2 separate regions of the Canis lupus genome follow, and region 1 is linked to region 2. Evidence: chromatin contacts called from public Hi-C data. All regions are on one chromosome and are shown on one strand. Each heading gives the region's core, a stretch centred on a gene start, on an enhancer-like site or on the middle of the called end of the contact. The rest is flanking DNA. Distances are from core to core; before and after follow the strand shown. Region 1 holds the start of ITPK1 (inositol-tetrakisphosphate 1-kinase). Region 2 holds the start of GOLGA5 (golgin subfamily A member 5).

Region 1 (6,101 bases), core at 2,774-5,273, 260 kb before region 2:
TTCCCAGGTGGCCAACTTCTACCCCACATGAGTGCCTGTCCTCCCCAAGGCCCTCCCTCAACTATAGCTCCTCTTCCAGGCTGGAATAATCCTTTCCCAGATGGCCACAGGCCCTGGACACACAATAGCCCATTTAATCCCTTAATGGTCCATCTGCCTCCCAGAGGGAATGTGGATGTCTCCATATTCCTGCTCTGGAGTTTTTCCACTTTTGCCTCCTACCTCAAGAGAGGTAATGGACTGCCTGGGAGGACTAACCTGACATTTATCCAATCGCTTTTCTTTTTTCTTTCTTTCTTTTTTTTTCTTTTGGATTATTATTTATCTGAGAGAGAGCAAGCACCGCCTCCCCTCCCCGCATGGGGGAAGGGGCAGAGGGAGAAGTAGACTCCTCACTGAGCAGGGAGACAGGGCTCAATCCAATCTCAGGACTCTGGGATCATGACCTGAGCTGAAGTCAGCCACTTAATCAACTGAGCCACCCAGGCATGTCTATCTGATCACTTTTATAAGTACTTCGTGCAGGGCACTGTTAGAAGCATCAGAGAACCCAGACTTTCAGCCAGTAATTATAAACTATTGTGTTATCAGACACATTCAATGGCAAGAGAAAAACAAACACAGTGCTTGCACACAAGGGGCTCACAGTTAGTGGTGGACAAACATTAGTCAAGTACTCAGCCCAAGTAAGAGTTCAAGTATGATTATCATCCTGATCATTGAAAGTGTAGGGAACTAGACGGTTGGGATGCCAGAAAGGGACCCCTGGGCTGGGAGCTGGTGGATGAGCTAATAAGCAAAAAGAGAGAAGAGCATACCAGAAAAATGGACTGGATGTCTAAGGGTCCTAGGGACAGAAGGGATCACAGAGGCTAGAATAGTGGGGGCAGGGTGGGGGAAACTTGGTGGGAGATGAGGCTGGGAGGCGGTGGTCTTGTCAAGGAGTTTTGGTTTGGGGGCATCTGGGTGGCTCAGTTGGTTGAGCATCTGTCTTTGGCTCAGGTAATGATCTCAGGGTTCTGGTATTGAGTCTCACATCGAGCTCCTTACTTGGAGGGGAGTTTGCTTCTCCCTCTCCCTCTACTTCTGTCCCAGCTCCTGCTCTCTCTTGCTGTCTCTCCCTGTTTCTCAAATAAATAAATAAAATCTTAAAAAAAAAAAAAAAGGAATTTTGGCTTTATTCCAAATATAGTGGATTTGCTTTCTGAATATTGTTCTGGCTGAAGAGTGGAGAACAGACTAGCTGGGACTACAGGGGACAGACAAGGAGGGAAGGGTTGATGGAAGTGGTGGAGGAAGTAATAAATTGAGAAATACTTGCCCCAAGGTCATGTCCCTCCCTAGGGTCAGCTCCCATCCAAAGACTGATTGATTGCTTAGGCTGGAGTGGGGTAAGCAAAACGGTTCCCTCCTGTAGTCCAAGTGGGCAGCTGTGAAGGGTGGTTCTAGCCACAGAGCCTCCCCTCCATGGCAGGACTGAGATCTTGTAACACAGATAAAAAACCACTGAAGTTCCCATTCTCAATGGAGAGGAGGCTTGAGGCCAGCACCTGCCCAGGGGTCCCGAGAAATGCGTGTGGATCCCTGGTCTCACCAGTGCATAGGAAGGATCTGGCTATACCTTAGGCAGTGGTCCACTTCTCAGAACCTTCCCCCCCCACTCACTGCCCTCCTACCTCCAGAAGGACTGTGATGTGGGAGGCCCCTTGGCCCTGGGATGCAACCTTTTCTACTTGCTTGGTGACCTTGGGCAAATCCCCTTCCCTCTCTGGGCCCATTTCCTCATTGATAAGAAAGTAAGTTGGAATAATTAGTGACTCAATTTTTGGGGCAAATCTGGAGCCCCAGAGTTTGTGAAAAGCCATTATTATGTACATAATTTCTGGCAGCTGTAGGGGTTCCTGAAGCCCGGGGGTGGGGTGGGCTCTTAGCTGGGCCTCAAGTTAAGAGTCCTCAGATGAGCCAGTAGCAAGCCCCGTTTCTGAAGGTTCACTGAGGACCAGCCCATTACCCGGTTCTCATCCTCACTGCAATCTTTAAGGCAAGCACTACTTTCCCTACCTTGAAGCTTGGAAGGCTACAGTGACTTGTCCAAGCTGGGAGGAGCTGAACTAGAGAAGCCAAAGACCGTTCTTCCCACTACATGAGAGACATATCTACTTTTGCGGTCTCTCTGTCGCCCCACACCCCACAAAATCATACATTTTAGACCCTACAACCACTACTTTTTTGCAGTTTCAAGTGCTCTCAAGAGACAGGGCTTATCTCTCGAGGTTAAGATAGAGCTCTGGAGGTCCAGAGAGTCTAAGCAGACTGCAAGGTCACACAGCAAGAAATACTTCCCCTAAGTATTCTTTCTGGGTATTTCTCGGAGCAAGTACTCCGAGAGGTGGAAGGTGCGGGCAGTGGACATGTGTGATGGCTCCTGAAGCCTCAGGGCGGACAAGCCTCTCCTAGTTGCAACTTGGAGGACCACTGTGAGAAGAGTGGGGGACGTGTAGCTAGGGGAAGAAGGCAGGCCCCTGGGTCTGGGCCTTAGAGAATGAGCTCAAGTTTGGTCAAGGAGGTGTCATTCCTAACAACTTGGTTCTTTCCTCCTACTTCAGTTCCCTTCTTAGGCCTACCAAAGCCTCCCTCATCTTCCCAGGCCAGCTTCAAAGTCTCTCCGGAAACTTTGAGCCCCGCCCCTTCATTCATTTTTCCTGCCAGAGCCTAAGCCTGAGGAGAGAAGTCTTCTCCTCCCAAACCCGGAGCTCTCGAAGGCTGGATGCTCCTCTACTGCCCCACGGGCCAGGGCGCGGCAGGGCAGGGCAGGGCAGGGCAGGGCAGGGTTCAGTGAATCAAAGGCACTGAGGCTACCGCGGACTTGCAGTCCACAAGCAATGGGTCTCTGGAGAGGGCTCCACCCCTATTTTGGATGCCGCTAGGACCGCCCCGTCCCCACTCGCTGGAGGGGACCCAGAGAGGGAGTCAGTCCATCCTCAGTCTGAGCAGGCCCCGGGCGTCCAGGGCATCAGCCCCGGGAGCCCCCTCGGCCTGGCCCGGGTCGGCCTCCTCCAGGGGAGAGAGACGACCTCAGCCAACGTCCGCATCCGCCCCCCGCTGCAGTTCCCGGGAAGCCGCCGGGCGGGGGGCGCTGAGTACGGCTGGGGGCACAGGGATGCTTTAGACTGAAGACCCTCCCAAGGGCAGGCGGAGGACGCCCGCCGCAGGGCTCCTCTCGCCCCTTTAAAGGGCAACGGCCCCGCGGCCGTGGCCGCCTCCCCCCGCCCCGCGCCCCCGGCCGCGAAGCCCCCCGCCTGGGCCCGACGCCAGCACGCCGCAGAGAGCCAGGCCGGGAGGGCGCGGCGCCTTTAAGAGGCGGGGGCGGGGCGGGGGCGGGGGCGGAGGCGGAGGGCGGCGCTGCCCCCTGGCGGCCGGCGCCGCGGCCCTTCCTCCGCCCCGGCGGGGTCCAGCGGGCCGGCCGGCCGGGTCAGCGCGGCGGCGGCGGGGCGGGGCGGGGCCGGGGGCGGCCGGGGCTCCGGCTGCGCGCGGGGACGAGGGCGAGGAGGCGGCGGCGGCGGGTGAGGACGGCGGCCCGGGCGGCGGGGGCGGGGGCGGGGGCGGGGGTGCGCGGGCGGCCGCGTGCGCCCCGCCGGGGTCCGAGCGCGCGGGGAAGGGGCTGGGGTGCGGGCCGCGGGCGCGGACCGAGGGCGGGGAGGAGGGGGCCTGGAGGGGCGCGGGGCCGGGCCTGCGCCGGCGCCGCGGGGGGCGGGGGCGGGGGCGGGGGGCGTGCGGCGCGGCCCGCGGGCTCCGGGCTCCCGGGCTTCGGGCTCCTTCGGGCTCCTTCGGGCTCCGGCGGTCGGGCGCGCAGGCGAGCCCCGCGGGCGGCGGGCGGCGGGCGGCGGGCGGCGGGCGGCGGGGGCGTGGGCGGCGGCGGCGGCAGCCAGTGGCCCGCCGCGCTGAGCGCCGCTCCCTCCGCCCCGCCCCGCCCCGCCGGCCCGGCCCCGCCCCGCCCCGCCCCGCCCCGCCCCTCCCGGCAGGACTGCGCGCCCCGAGCCCCGTTCCGCGTCCCCGCCGCCGGAGGAGGTGCCCGCACGCTCGCGGCGCACGCCGGGGCCGCCACGCTCGGCCTGTGGGCGATTTCCTCCGGACCCGAGCTCCCCGCCCGAGGAAGAAGATGCAGACGTTTCTGAAGGGGAAGAGAGTTGGCTACTGGCTGAGCGAGAAGAAAATCAAGAAGCTGAATTTCCAGGCCTTCGCCGAGCTGTGCAGGTCAGGAGGACGGGGCCCGGCCCCGGGGAGCGCCGGCACGAGCCCCGCTCGGCCGTGGCGGCTGCCGGGGAGGCCGGGGGCCCGCGAGGCGCGGTGCGCGGGGACGGGGAGGCCGAGCGGCCAGGTGGCTGCGGCGGCCCGGACGGGCGGTTGGCGGGACCCGGCGCTCAGGTGCGCCGCGACCCCGGGTGGGAAGCCCCCGTGCCCGAGCGCGCTGGGGACGCCGCTGAAGGTGGAGGAGGGACCGGGGGGTCCGGGAGCCCACGCTGTCTGCGTGTGGCTGGCGGCTACTTTTGGACTGAAGGGTTTTTCTTCCTCCCTTCCCTTCCCTTCCCTTCCCTTCCCTTCCCTTCCCTTCCCTTCCCTTCCCGGGGAGAAGGGCACCGCCGTTTGTAGGTTTGCGGACACCTACTGTGCGCCCCGCGTGTGCAGCCCTTGGAGCTGTCACTGCATGTCGCTGGGTTAAGCCTGTGTGCGGCGAGTAGCAACACTTGGCATGTATGTGCGGATTTGCTGTCTCATTAGAGCCTCGCACCAGCCCCGAGAATTGACCGGGGTACCGGGGTGGTGATTCTGGGCCACATGTCTGAGAAGGGGGAGCGATCTGCAGAGAGGTGGGGTCCTCCCGCATGGGGTCCCATGGCCATGGCCAGGGAGTGGCTGGTGCAGAGGAGGTAAATGCATGTGGTGTAGAATGCATGGCCTTCTTCTGCCTGACCCCCCCCCCCCCGCCCCCCCCCGCTGGTGCTCAGTGGTGGAGATTCGTGGTGTTTTAACACGGTCACATTCCTAGTCTATTACGGCAGCCTCTAGTCTTGGGTCAGGTAATTCCTCACCTTGGCCGTACAACAGTAGCTTTGCCTCTGGGAAGCTGTTAGTTAAAGCCTGTTCTTACCCAAAGCCTAAGAGAATCTGGTTCCCCTAGCCTTTTGCAAAGTCTAGGTGGAATCCTTTTGTTATGCAGCATCTCCACTTGGTAGATTTGATTCTTGAAAATGTGTTCTACTTGCACTTTTGTCCCTGTTGGGTCCCCAAACATGTTGCAGAATTGAACAATTGGGTTTCCTTATCTCCTGGTGCACCGGAGCCACTGCGGGTCTGAGCTGGCCTTCACCTGCCAGCCTGTGGCACCTTAGTGCCCCTCCTGCCTGTCCCGAAGGCCTGTTGCTCCTTTGCCCTGGGCAAACCCTCAGGGCACTGTTCTCTGCACCCGGAGGGGCGCACCTTGTATGAAACAGCTCCTGGCTCTGCATCCCTTGGCCTGGGGATGGAGTTGGCTGCCATTTCTCAGGCTGGCTTCCTTAGGAGAAAGCAAGCTTTTCATTTCATGGTCGGTAGGGCATGCCAACCAGCCTGGGAATTCACAAGGAAATCAGGAGGAATTTGCAGCTAGAACTCTGGAAGTGGGTCTGAGGACCTTGGAACGTTAGAAAAGGACCCTTGAATGTTGCACCACAACCGCACACACACAGTTATGGAAAAAGTGCCTTAGACACCGAAGAAATGTGGAGAAGTCCCTTTGGCATATCTTTGAAACCCTGTTCTGCTGTTAGGCCCTGGAGCTCCTCCTGCAGTCATCTGAGTCTTGGGAAATCCCAGTTAATACCTTGCACCCTTTTCTACTGAGAGCTGTCTGTATTTGTGTCATCCTGTGTCTGCAGCTAAAGCATGAGGCTTGTCATCTGGCTGGTATGTTTTGCTTGCTAATTAGGAGCCTCTCGCAAAACAGTTCCCCCCCAGACTTGGGGCTGGGTCCTGCTGCTGGACTTGCAGATTGCCTTTCCCTCCTCATAGACTCCCCCTGCCTTTAAGTGGGGCTGGAGGGGCGTTCAGGGCAAACTCTGATA
Region 2 (6,203 bases), core at 2,783-5,282:
TGATTCAAGAAGTCTGGGGAGGAACCCATTTTTTATTAATCACACAAATGTTTCAAATGCAGGTCGTTTAGGGACCACTCTTTAAGAATGATGTGTACGAATAATGGGTTTAAACATGTAAACAGAGGCATACAAGGGCCTTTAGAAGCAGCTCCCAACCTTTGCTCCAACTTCATTTTCTTCACTACTGTCCCAGAGCAACTATTCTAATCAAACTTTTTAAAGATTCTCTGCACTGAATGCTGTCTCCAATCCTCCTTTTCTGGAAAACTTCTACTCCTTCTTTAAGTCCCAGCTCATATTACAGACCCCCCCCCCGTGAATCATCACTTGATACCTTAGGCAATTAGTTCCTTTCTCCTTAGTGTCTCCACAATACTCCAACCGTATCTCAATTACTGTATTTACTATACTATATACTAATATACTTTATGTAAATTATCTGTTCACACATGTCTCACCCACCAGACCCTGCTGAGAGAAATGTAGGTGTGTGTACATAATTAGTCAACTGCTACTGCACGACCTGGACTTGAAAGCCCCCCAAACTTGCCTCTTTACCACTTTATCTTGAAGATACAAGACAGATTTTATTCACCAACAGCCAAGACTGTGGGAGAAGCTGTAACCTTTAAGAAAATAACCAGCTTCCGTTAATCATCATCTCTATAAAGAATCTCTGGAAGAAGCTATCATGTGTATTACTATTTTAAAAATGGTTCGTAAGTACTTGAATTACCCACGTTACCATGTTAACTTCATTTTTTGGGGGTGAGAAGATATACAGGTAGAGGCAATTTCACATCAAACTAAACAACTGAAAACACGAATTCTAAACTGTTACTTCACTACCATGTCAATGCCTTCAACCCTCCAGCTTGGATTGAAGTTCACTCTCTCAGCTTTACTTCTGAGGGATGCACGGGGAAAACACACACACACACACACACACACATCCTCACAATCCAGGATATATATGATGTACAGCCTCTTATTTTATAATCCCGGAAAGAAATGAAATGAGACAGTCCCAAATCCAAAACTACATTTTCTTTCAGATTTCAAAACTGCCCTTTTTGTATTTTAAAATATCTTAGAAAATCATTCTGGACAGAATTTCTTAGATGCTAGGCTGGGCAAAGTTACCAAACAGACAGCATTTAAAGGTCCCTATTATAATAGTATATTGACTAATAGCATGCCATGTTGTCACCCTTGTTTATACCACACATTTCAGAGACTGCCTCTGTACCAGTGGGAAAAGGTAACAAAACAGAAGATGAGAAACACTACCAGAACATTTCAGGCTATGATAACACATCCAATTTTCTTTACTCTAAAAGAAACAGAGGGCTGATTAACTACCATCAGTTTGGCTCCCAGGAGGATTTTCCTCAATGGTTTTCACGGTGGTTTTGCTGGTGTTCATAGAACTGACAGTTGCTGTCCGAGAACTCTGAAAGACAGGTGTCTTGCTCTTTTCTTTTTTGATTTCCACCCTCCCGGAAGGCTCCTTCTGGGAACTATTAAGAAAGTCAAACAGCAGCTCATCATCAGGTTCTGACTTTTTTCTTCGAACGAACTGGGATGATGGCCTAGGAACAGATGCATTTTCAATAGGATGGGAAGCCTCCACTGGCGTCCTAGAGCCTACTTTTACATTTGCGGTGCCAGCTAAGATAGTGGCTTTCTGATTTCTAATGTTATCAGCTGCTGAGGAAATATATGTGGCTTTAGATTCAGTCTGATAAGTCAAATCTGTATTTTGCTGGAGTTCAGGATAGTCAGCATTTTTGTTATATATGATGTTGCTGGGGTTCTCTTTTCTACTGAGAGCTGTTGCAGCCCCTTGATCAACTCGATTTAAAAGATCTTCTGCCTTTCCCGCAAGATCGGCAAACCAGGACATGTTGGAAGCAGAAGAATGCTATCGGTGAACCTGTAAAAACGACATAAAGTGATTAGGATGGCATAACAGCAGAGCATAGCAGTTAGGACCAGGCTCCAGAGTCACACAATCGTGGACTGAAAGCCTAACCATGCCTCTTACTAACTATGTAACCTTGAGCAATCTACTTTGAACCGAGAAGCTTTATCTAGAAAATGAGGAAAATAAGTGTACTTACATTATAGGACAGCTTAAAGATGACATAATAGATTTAAAAAACTCTTTGCAAAATGCCTGACACACAGCAGACACTCATTTTAGTAACTGCCATTACCATAATAATTACACCTATCACTACGGTTATAACTATTTCAACAAAAGGCAAATATTAATGTACCAAATGCATTCAAAAAGCAAATAGTTGATATGGCAAAATTGCAGTACAACCAAATAAAAACAATTCCCTAAAGTTTGCCTTAAGGTGCTAAAACCTGAATAAACTTCTGATACTAAATCCATCCTTGTGTTAACATACAGCATGCGGTATTATCATGGATAATTTAGGTGTGCACGTAATCTGTGTAAAGTACACCTACAATAATTTACATACTCAGTACCTACTATGTGCACACTGGCTAAGTTCAGAATAAAAAAAAAAAAAAAAAAAAAGACTGCATAGCCATGTATCTGATGAGCAGACCTGAGCACTCACAGTGTGCCACAATGAATCAGAATGATGAATTAGTCCTTATAGAAGAATACCTTACAAATCAGTCAACAACCGTGTCTTGAATGTGCGCACTGCTCCTCTGGCTCGGAATGCTCTTTCACTGTTAACTCTTTCTTGTTCTTAGTCTCCAGTGTCATCTGCTTCAGACCCACCTAGGGGAGGTCCCGTCATTCTCTGTTCACATGCTACGCTTCTCCCTCACCACCCTCCACGTTTTACGTGGCTTTTTCCTGCCTCATTGTATGTATCACACATAATTTTTCACGACCACATTATGTGGTCAGCAGCAGTATTCCTTTTTCCACAAACGGGGAAAAGATTTGGAAAGATCCCAGAGTCTAGATGGCAGCTTCGCAACTCAAATCCAAGTTGGCCAAACCCACTCTTTTTACCCCCTGCCTTTCCATCTGGCCTCTCAGTATCTGAATAACCTCAAGAAGAAACTCAGCCTCTACACCTGCTCCCTACAAAAAGGGACTATAACCGGCCCGGGTACTGCACAGCGGGCGTGCCGGGACACGAAAGCGGAGGAGTCCGGCGGTGAGGCCGGGGGCTCCCACCGCGACCTAAAGTGTTCTCAAGGGGACGTTGGCGGGGAGTGGGCGGAGGACGAGTCTCGCCAGGAACGCAGTCAAAACACACTCGCCGATGCCCTTAACTCGCCTCCCGTTTCAAAGTCCATAGGGCTTTAAAGCAGAACCCCGCGCCTTAATATTGATCACCCACTTTCGGGACAAACACGGGTCCTGGGCACTTGCCCGGGTGGCAGCTCCAGCGGGCTTAAGAGGTCCGGTGCCCTCGGGCGATCTCTCAGGCGCGGCGCCCAGGGAACGGCCCGCCCGGCGGCGAAGAGGGCGACGGGGCCTGGCGGGGGGTCCGCACCCAGCAGCGGCAGCGCCCGCCCCGAGCCGGGCGTCAACACGGCGCGGGAGGCTGGGGCCAGCGGGTGGAGCCCAGGTAGGCGAGTCGCAGCCCCGCTTCGCCGCTCACCGCCCTCGCGAGCCACTGGGGCGGGCGGCGCGGCCAAGCCCGGCGGAGGCGGCGGGGACACGGAGGGGAGACGAAGGCACTGAGCACCTGCTGCGGCCCCGGGAGCTCGCCTGCCCGCCCCTCAGCCCCCGCACGCCGAGGGGTCGCGGGCCGGTCCCGCGCCCAAGGCCGTTAGCGCCCGCGGAGGACCCGCCCGGCCCACTGCGCTCACGCCGCCGCCTCACCTGAGGACTCGGGAGCGGCTGCACTGCGGCCTCGGCGCCCTCCTGGGCCGCCCCCCGCAGCAGCCGGCGGCCAGAGGGAAGCTGCTCCGGGCCCCGCCGCGGCCCGGCTACTCTTCCGGGAGACGTGGAAGGGCGGCGAGGACCCCACAACAGAGTGGCCTCCGAGCTGCCTGAGCGGCCGGGCCGAGAACAGCCACCCGCAGGCGACTCCGGCGGCGGCACCGCGCGGGCGGCCGCGGGGACCTCGCCCTCGGCCACGCCCCCTTCCGCCCGGGGCGTGTGACGTAGCGCTCTCCCCGCGGACGACGGCCCGCACGCGGCCGGCGAGGCCACGCCCCCTTCCGCCCGGTGCGTGTGACGTAGCGCTCTCCCCGCGGACGTCGGCCCGCACGCGGCCGGCCGAGCACTGCAGGCCTCGCCCACCGGAGGCGGGGCCCCGCCCAGAAGGAGCTCGAGGCTGGAGTCGGGCGGGGGAGCTGCCGGTGGGCCCGCCAGCCTGCACCTGGCTCTTCCTCCTTCACTTGCCAGCTTTACGGATGAGGATGCAGAGGACCCAGGGCAGGATCCCTGATTTCTTGGAGTTTGCCTTCAGGTGGCGGAGACAGATATTAAGTAAGCCAATGACGGAGCGAGACAATTTTAAGAAGTGGGGGAACCGCTTTAAATGGTGTGATCACGGAAGGTGTCTCTGGGGAGGTGCCAGTTTGAGCTGAGACCCAAAAGATGGAAAAGACCTGTAAGAGGTCTTACCATACAGCAGAATGGTAGTTAGGTTATGCATACAGCTCATGGAATATTTGAAATTAGTCTAAAATCCACATTCAGTGATCGAACAAATACTCGGCTCCTGCTCTGGTGCACGGGATCGGGCTGACTGGGCTCTAATAACAAGCCTACAACGTAGTCCCAGGGATCCCCATTTTCAGACGGTGGAAACTAAGACGCAGGGAGATTAAGTAACTTGTCGAGGACCATCCTCATGAAGAGTCCACAGTCCTCGAAAGCCTGTGCCCTTAGACTCAGTGTTTTATTTTCTCCAATCGAATATTGGGAAGGATTACAATTTTTTCTCTTCGCAAGTCAGATGTAGTCCAGTCTAGTGAATGGAAAAACTTTCATCAACAGCTGGAAGTAGTAACAATAAATAATAATAATAATAGTATCTAACAGTTCGGGATCCCTGGGTGGCGCAGCGGTTTGGCGCCTGCCTTTGGCCCAGGGCGCGATCCTGGAGACCCGGGATCGAGTCCCACGTTGGGCTCCCTGCGTGGAGCCTGCTTCTCCCTCTGCCTGTGTCTCTGCCTCTCTCTCTCTCTCTCTCTCTGTGTGACATTTCTTGAGCCCTTATTAAGTGCAGAATACTGTTACACATTGGTCATGCTTCATCTCGTTTAATTCTTACTACAATGGTAAGGAAGATGCGGTTATTACCTTGTGATAGGTGGTCTGGTTCCTAAGAGCTGTTCTATCAGCAATCTTGATCTTCCCCTCTCCTAAGAATAGCTAGTCGAGATAGGGCTGCTCCACCCCTGCGTCCAGGAAGGAAAAAGATGCAAAGCCACCCACATCTAACATGTCACAGGAGTGAAAAATAAACCTTTGCTTTTCGACGCCACTGAGATTTGGGGACTGTATCTCATACATCCTTACCTAATGAAATATGATTAATACCTCCATTTTATAGATGAAGACACAGATTCAGAGAGGCTGTTACTTTCCCATGATCACTGTGTGGCACATGCTGCATAGCTAGTTTGTGCAAGCATACCCTGAATGCCCATGTTGAAAATGTAGAGATCTTGTCCTCTGTCTCTATTCCTATCAAGCGGAATGTGCAGCAGAATGTGTTGTTCAGTGTTCAAGGTCAGGGCCCCGGGGGTGGCCAACCCAGAGTGTCTCCCTTGTAACAAAGTTCACATGTGTCAGGCCTTGATATTCTGGGAAGCGCTGGTCATAAAAAGAGGGGAAGGACCACTGAGAATTGCTAAGTTGCTGTGATGTAGAACTTGCTGCATGTAGATCCCAGCAGCGGATGCTTTGTCCAGTCGGCTGCTCCTACAGTCCCTATACATAACTTACAGGAAACCCTACATCTCAATCGCTGTCTCTGGGTCTTTTCTTGACCTCACCAGACCATGACCCACCCTAAGCTTAGAGTCTGCTAAGGTGCAGCTGCACAGTCACACAGGGTATAGGTAGTACATCTGGGATTCAAACCAGGTTAGTGTGGCTACAGAAACAATGCTCTTAACCATTGAAAGGGAAAGGATGAAAGAAGTTGAAGCAGAGCCCAATCTCCACGTCAAATGTATTAGCAGTGAGCAGGACCCCCAAAGGATGTTTACAGAATGTTCTAGGTGCTCCCTAAGAG

Evidence for each region. A called contact is a pair of places that touch in the nucleus more often than the background predicts.
Region 1: a contact with region 2 is called in a Hi-C map of blood, with 2.4 times the contacts expected there. The contact joins the promoter of ITPK1 here to the promoter of GOLGA5 in region 2. A contact is called at or near these places in 2 of 9 Hi-C or Micro-C datasets (both in blood).

What each region holds. Positions count from the first base shown.
Region 1 is chr8:2,203,036-2,209,136 of UU_Cfam_GSD_1.0, reverse strand. ITPK1 (inositol-tetrakisphosphate 1-kinase) reads left to right here and starts at 4,023. Exons shown (of 12, transcript XR_005363022.1): 1 at 4,023-4,254.
Region 2 is chr8:1,941,703-1,947,905 of UU_Cfam_GSD_1.0, reverse strand. GOLGA5 (golgin subfamily A member 5) reads right to left here and starts at 4,032. Exons shown (of 13, transcript XM_038544127.1): 1 at 3,833-4,032; 2 at 1,366-1,939. The coding sequence starts at 1,909. LOC119872807 (a long non-coding RNA gene) reads left to right here and starts at 4,229. Exons shown (of 2, transcript XR_005363014.1): 1 at 4,229-4,444.